Linked DNA regions of Bos taurus: region 1 is linked to region 2. A link is a contact called in public Hi-C data. All regions are on one chromosome and are shown on one strand. The core of a region is the stretch at or near the end of the contact, and the rest is flanking DNA. Distances in the headings are between cores, read along the strand shown.

Evidence for each region. A called contact is a pair of places that touch in the nucleus more often than the background predicts.
Region 1: a Hi-C map of an unstated tissue shows a contact between it and region 2, with 2.1 times the contacts expected there. The contact joins two enhancer-like sites. A contact is called at or near these places in 4 of 11 Hi-C or Micro-C datasets (blastocyst, blood, liver and 1 more).

What each region holds. Positions count from the first base shown.
Region 1 is chr15:55,254,790-55,257,833 of ARS-UCD2.0, forward strand. UVRAG (UV radiation resistance associated) reads left to right here. Exons shown (of 15, transcript NM_001193026.1): 3 at 2,285-2,319. Among named protein-coding and RNA genes, the nearest start is that of UVRAG, 44 kb to the left of the region's middle. Within about 2 kb of position 1,417, at least 5 of the 102 cell types and tissues checked have an H3K27ac peak or open chromatin away from gene starts, as enhancers often do.
Region 2 is chr15:55,202,220-55,205,207 of ARS-UCD2.0, forward strand. No RefSeq gene overlaps it. Among named protein-coding and RNA genes, the nearest start is that of UVRAG, 8.4 kb to the right of the region's middle. Within about 2 kb of position 1,317, at least 6 of the 102 cell types and tissues checked have an H3K27ac peak or open chromatin away from gene starts, as enhancers often do.

The sequences.
Region 1 (3,044 bases), core at 167-2,666, 53 kb after region 2:
TGAGGGTTGGGGTTCCCTTGTGGTCCAGTGCTTAAGAATCCAACTGCCAGTGCAGGGGACATGGGTTTGATCCCTGCTCTGGGAAGATCCCACGTGCTGTGGAGCAGCTAGGCCCCTTGTGCCACAGCTACTGAGCCTGCGGTGGACCCTGCAAGCCACTACTGCTGAGCCCGTGTGCTGCAGCTACTGAAGCCCGAGTGCCTAGAGCCTGTGTTCTGTGACAGGAGCAGCCACAGCAGTGAGAAGCCTGTGCACCGCAGTTAGGGTAGCGCCGACTCTCCGCAACTAGAGAAACGCCGCATGCAGCAATGAAGACCCAGCACAGCCAGTGAATTAACTAATTAAAAAAACACAAATGTGTAGGGTTGGCTACTGTTAAGTGGGACTGTAAATTGGTACAGTGTTTATAGAGAACAATCTGGCAATATCTATCAAATTCAAGCTTTTTTTTCCTTTTATCTTGCAATTTCACTTGAAGTCTATCTTATAGATTCATGTGTCTTAGAATATATATCTTTCAAAGATTATATATAATATTACTTGAAATATCCAAAAACTATCAGTAACTTAAATATTCATCAAGAAAACTTTCCTTTTAAAAACAATTAGAATTATCCCTTCTCTTATTTAAAGTAATTGTTCAAAATAGAAAAATTTAAAAACTGCCAAGCAATAAATAAAAGTAAGCAGCCTAACCCTATCACTTAAGATAAATGTTGTTCATGTAATTGTAAAAATTTGGATCCTGTGGTAAATTCTCTCATAGAACTTGTTTTTTTCATTAGTGTGTTGTGGCTATCTTGCCAAAAAATAGGATGATTATCACTATTACTATTGTTTAAGGGAAGACAAGCATAGAATAGTATAGATGCTGTGTTTTGTGAAGAAACATTTTAACCAAAAGACCTTGCCCATTAGAACTTTATATCCAGGTCCACTTTTCCTTTACTGCTTGATGATTCCCAAACTTCAGTCTTGTGGACTACTTTGGCAAGTTTTACTCTCTTTGAATTTCATCTCTAGTGCTACATACTGAATATATTTTAAGAAGTCCATTTTTCCACAGTCTGTGAAGTTGTTGATTCAATCAAAATTTTACTGAGTGCCTACTCTGTGCCAGGAATAGTTTTTATGTGTTGAGGAGACAGCAGTTATACAAAACAAATGGTATTGCCCTTATGGAGCTTACTATTAGGGGTTGGGTATATGAGTCATAAATTTCAATGTTAGAAAAAAGTAAAGTTTATCCACGTATCACCTAAGAGTCGTCTCATGTATCAGTGATATGTGCATCACCCATGGGGAATATTGCCCGATAGCAGCATACGGGTACAGAGTCCTTGTAGGCTCTGCATTGACAGAGCATCACAGCGTAACTTTGGCAGAGACAACAGAGGCAGTATTGAAGGGTTCTTAGGAATGTCTGTCTGAACCTCTGACACAGTCTTTCTTTTGATTGTATCTTCACTGAACCTCTGACACAGTCTCTCTCTTAATTGTATCTTCAGGTTTTGTAACATTTACAGTATAAATGAAGGTGTATAGAATCATGGAATTTTAGTGATTACAGAAGGCCTTGATTATTAGTCTGATTGTCAAAAGTGTCATGAAGAAATGGGCCCAGGGGAATGAGAGCAGAACGTTAATGACATGTAGAGCTAGAACTTTGGTCACCTGGTTGCTAGATGAGTGTTCTTTCCACAGTACTACAATGGATAATCACTGGAGATGTTTGAGACAAGCGGAGCATATGGAATTGGTTGTAGACGATGGCAGTAGTTAAGGGAGAATAAAGTCTGAGTTTTTAAGGCCTTACCTTAGACTCTGGGGTAAAAGGAGCCAGTCAGGGAAAAATAACTAAATTAAATCTTAATAGATTTTGACCTTTCTTTACCAGTGTTTTTCCCTTTAAAACTTTTTAATTTTAGACAGGGTCTTACTGTGTAGCACAGGGAACTATATTCAATATCCTATAATAAACTGTAATGGGAAAGAATATGAAAAAGAATAAATATTTGTATATGTACAACTGAATCACTTTGCTGTATATTAGAAACTAACACATTGTAAATCAACTATGCTTCAATTAAAAAACTTTTATTTCATAATTATCTGTATTTTAATTTTTACAGATAAATATATACAGAGAGCCCTTGAAAATGTTTGAAGTGTTGGTTTTTTTTTTTTTTTTTTACTAGAGCATATGTTAAAAAATTTATGGGATTAAGAGTTAGTGAGCTTATTTTCTTCCACATCACTTATTGTTCTTTTTCTTCTTTTCCAGAATTTTATAGGAGTGAAGTGATTAAGAATTCCTTGGTAAGTTTGCTTTCTGACAGGTGCATATGACTAAGCCTATGACTCCTATTTTAGAAAATGCTGAGACATAAAATAAGTTGAAGTTCAGTTCTGGTATTATATTTCTACAGTTAAATCTTCTGCTCAATTATTGCTTAAATCTTCACTGATTTGTTCATTGATGTATCTCTAGTGCTTAGAGCATGCCTGGCACAAAGTAGGTGCTTGATAAATATTTACTGAATGCAATGACACTTTTTCTGTTAAAAACCTTTTTTTTTTTTTCAAATCATTCTATAATTCTGTCATTTCTGTTTGCTCTTGAGGTTTTTAACTATTTAACTTTCCAAACATCATAATAAATGATGTTTTTGTATGTAGTTCTTAAGAATTTTATGGCTAGGGCCATTGTATAGGATCTTTCTACTTATTTTTTGGCCATAGAGTTGCTCAAGGAGAAAGTTGGAAATGTCCTACTTTTGCGAATGGGTACACTAGATAATTTGCATGATGATTCAATTTGGCCACGTTAATAAAAAGAAAAGCTTTATGGTACTGATAACATTCTTATAACAATCCAGCCATATTGGATTTAGCCCCTGTCCACTTTTTCAGCCTTGTCTGCTGATGGTTTTTCTCACTAAGCCTTGTGTTCCAGGCTTACCTCATTTTTTCAGTGCTTCAAACAGGTCAAACTTACCTTGTTCCTTATGCCTACAGCACCTGTTTGCTTGCTTCTTTACCTT
Region 2 (2,988 bases), core at 67-2,566:
TGAGAACTCTTATTTGACAGCATGAGGGAGATACTGTAATACTGTTTTATTGAGGTAGAAAAATGTAGGATTAATAACACTGGAGTTAGACTGCTTTCAAATCCCAGTTCAAAACCCAAAACATGTGACCTTAGGCAGATGACAGAACTCTTGCCTTACCTCTGAAATCTCTAGCACTGTGGTAAGGGTACACACACACTGCTTACAGCAATGCCTGGCATATATCAAACTCTCGATAAGTTATTAAACTTTTTAAAATATAAACTTTAATGAACAAAATGTTGTGAAAAATCATTTTCACTTTCATTTTGTTTATAGAAAGTAGTTACTATGCAAAGAACATCACCAAATTTTCTTCATCACTTTATGGAAAACAATCTCACAAAAAAGTTGCAAGTACAATTCAAAAAAAATTTCAAAATATTCAAAAAAATTTTCTTCCAAACCACTTGAGAGTAAGTTGCAGACACGATGCCACATCACACCAAACAAGATCATTATCCTACAGACAAATACCACAGTAAAATCATGAAGGCCATTAAATTAATCCAGAAACACAATCCTCATATGTTAGTCAAGGACATCACCACTCGTCTTAATATGCCCATTTTAGCAAAAGAATCAAGTTCAGACTCACATGTTATTTAAATCTCATTCTACAGGAAAAATGCAATCCTGTGTTTCTCCTCTACTCTCAACACTGAATCACTACTGCATGTCCGACACTATAGTGTATGGGGATTTTCCCCACAATTATCTGATAACAGCTGGTTGTCCTACAATTTAACTCAATTCTGACCTTATCTACCTGGAGATAGCATCAGCTCCCACAGGTTAAGGGCTCAGCCCAGCACCCCTCTCAACCCTCCACCCCCACCCCCACACATACACTCCCACCCCCGCCTCCCCACCCCACATCCACATACTTCAGATGCCAATAGCAAGCATAGATTGTTAACTACGTTTCTGACCAACTGGCTATAAATTGAAGGTTCCCACAAATGCTTCCTTGAGGTCCATTAGTTTGCTGGAGCAGCTCACAGAACTCAACAAAACAGTTGCTCACTAGATTATCAGTTTATTGTAAAAGGATATCACTCAGGAATAGCAGATGGAAGAGCTGCATAGAGCAAGGTATGTGGGAAGGAATGCAGAGCTTCCAAGACCTCTGTGTGTCTCTGTCCCAGCACTTCCTTGTGTTCTCTCTACACCCCATTCTTGCAGGTTTTTATGGAGGCTCTATTACACAGGCATGATTGATTAAATCGCTGGCCATTGTTGATTGAAGTCAATGTTCAGTGCCTTTCCCCTCCCCAGATGTCTGGAGTGGGAGGGGTCTAAAAGTCCCCTCCCTCTAATCAGGTTTGGTTCCCCTGGCAACTGCCAATCTTAGGTTATCTAAGTGAAGTGAAGTGAAGTCGCTCAGTCGTGTCTGACTATTTGTGATCCCATGGACTGTAGCCTATTAGGCTCCTCCGTCCATGGAATTTTCCAGACAAGAGTACTGGAGTGGGTTGCCATTTCCTTCTCCAGTAGGTTATCTAAAGGCTTTCCAAAAGCCATTTTATTAACATAAACACCCATGTGGTTGAATGGGGTTTGTTATGAAAACAAAAGATCTCCATTTCACTTGTATATATTCTGAGGTTGTTTCAGGAACTGAGGACAAAAGTAAATATTATATTACCAAAGATGCCCCTGTGGCTCTTATATAAGAAATTAAAGATCCCCTGGAGAAGGGAGTGGCTACTCACTCCAGTATTCTTGCCTGGAGAATTTCGTGGACAGAGGAGCCTAGTGGGCTACCATCCAAGGGGTCACAAACAGTCAGACACAACTGAGAGACTAATCGTTTCACTTTCATAAGAGTTTTAGGAGGTATATGCCAGGAATAGTGAACAAAGATCAAATATATATTTCTTCTTATAAGTCACAGTGAAAGTGAAAGTCACTTAGTTGTGTCTGACTCTTTGCAACCCTATGGACTATATAGTCCATGGCATTCTCTAGGTCAGAATACTGGAGTGGGTAGCCTTTCCCTTCTCCAGGCGATCTTCCTAACCCAGGGATCAAACCCAGGTCTCCCGCATTGCGGGTGGATTCTTTACCAGGTGAGCCGCAAGGAAAGCCCATAAATCATAGTATCACACCCCTTTTATGTGAAACAGTTCCCCAGTCTCTCCTTGACTATCATGACCTTGACAATCTTAAAGATTACAGGCCAGGTATTCTATAAAACATTATTTAGTTTTGTTATGTCTCAAGTTTCTTCATGACTGATTCAGATTATCCATTTTTAGCAGAAATACCACATAAGTGATGATGAGTTTTTCTCACTACATCCAATCTGGTGGTACATGATTTCAATTTCATGATACTCACTTTGATCATTTGATTAAGGTGGACTGTCTGGCTTTTACACTGTAAAGTTACTCTTTTTCCATACTTTGAGACTATCATTGATGAATAAATTGAACAATCTAAGAAGGAAATTTTAATCCGAGTCAGTTATAAGGATTGGCCTTATCCAATTATAAATTGGATTATAGGATTATAATCTGGGAACTGCCTCCTAAAAACCTTTGAGAACTGTTCCATCTATTAGAGGTCAAATTCAGAGGGCTATACATTAAATAATGTGTTATTACAGTTTACACAATCCAGATCGAAGCAAGGTCATAGGCCATCGTGGCCCCTTACAAGATTAAGAAGAAAGGTTATCTTCTAAGGAGTTGTGACCCTTGATTAATTTAAGAGGAATTGTTATCTCCTAAAGAGACAACAATTAATGTAAGTGCAAAATACACTTTAAAAGGGGGAGGGAGGAGGCCTACATAGACAAAGAACATTTTGTTTAAATTTTTCTTATCTTGCTATTAAAAAAAAAGAAAAAAAGAAAAAAGGAAAAAAAAAAGGCTTCCCTGCTGGCTCAGATGATAAAGAATCTGCCTGCAATTTGGGAAACCCAGGTTCATTTCCTGGGTTGGG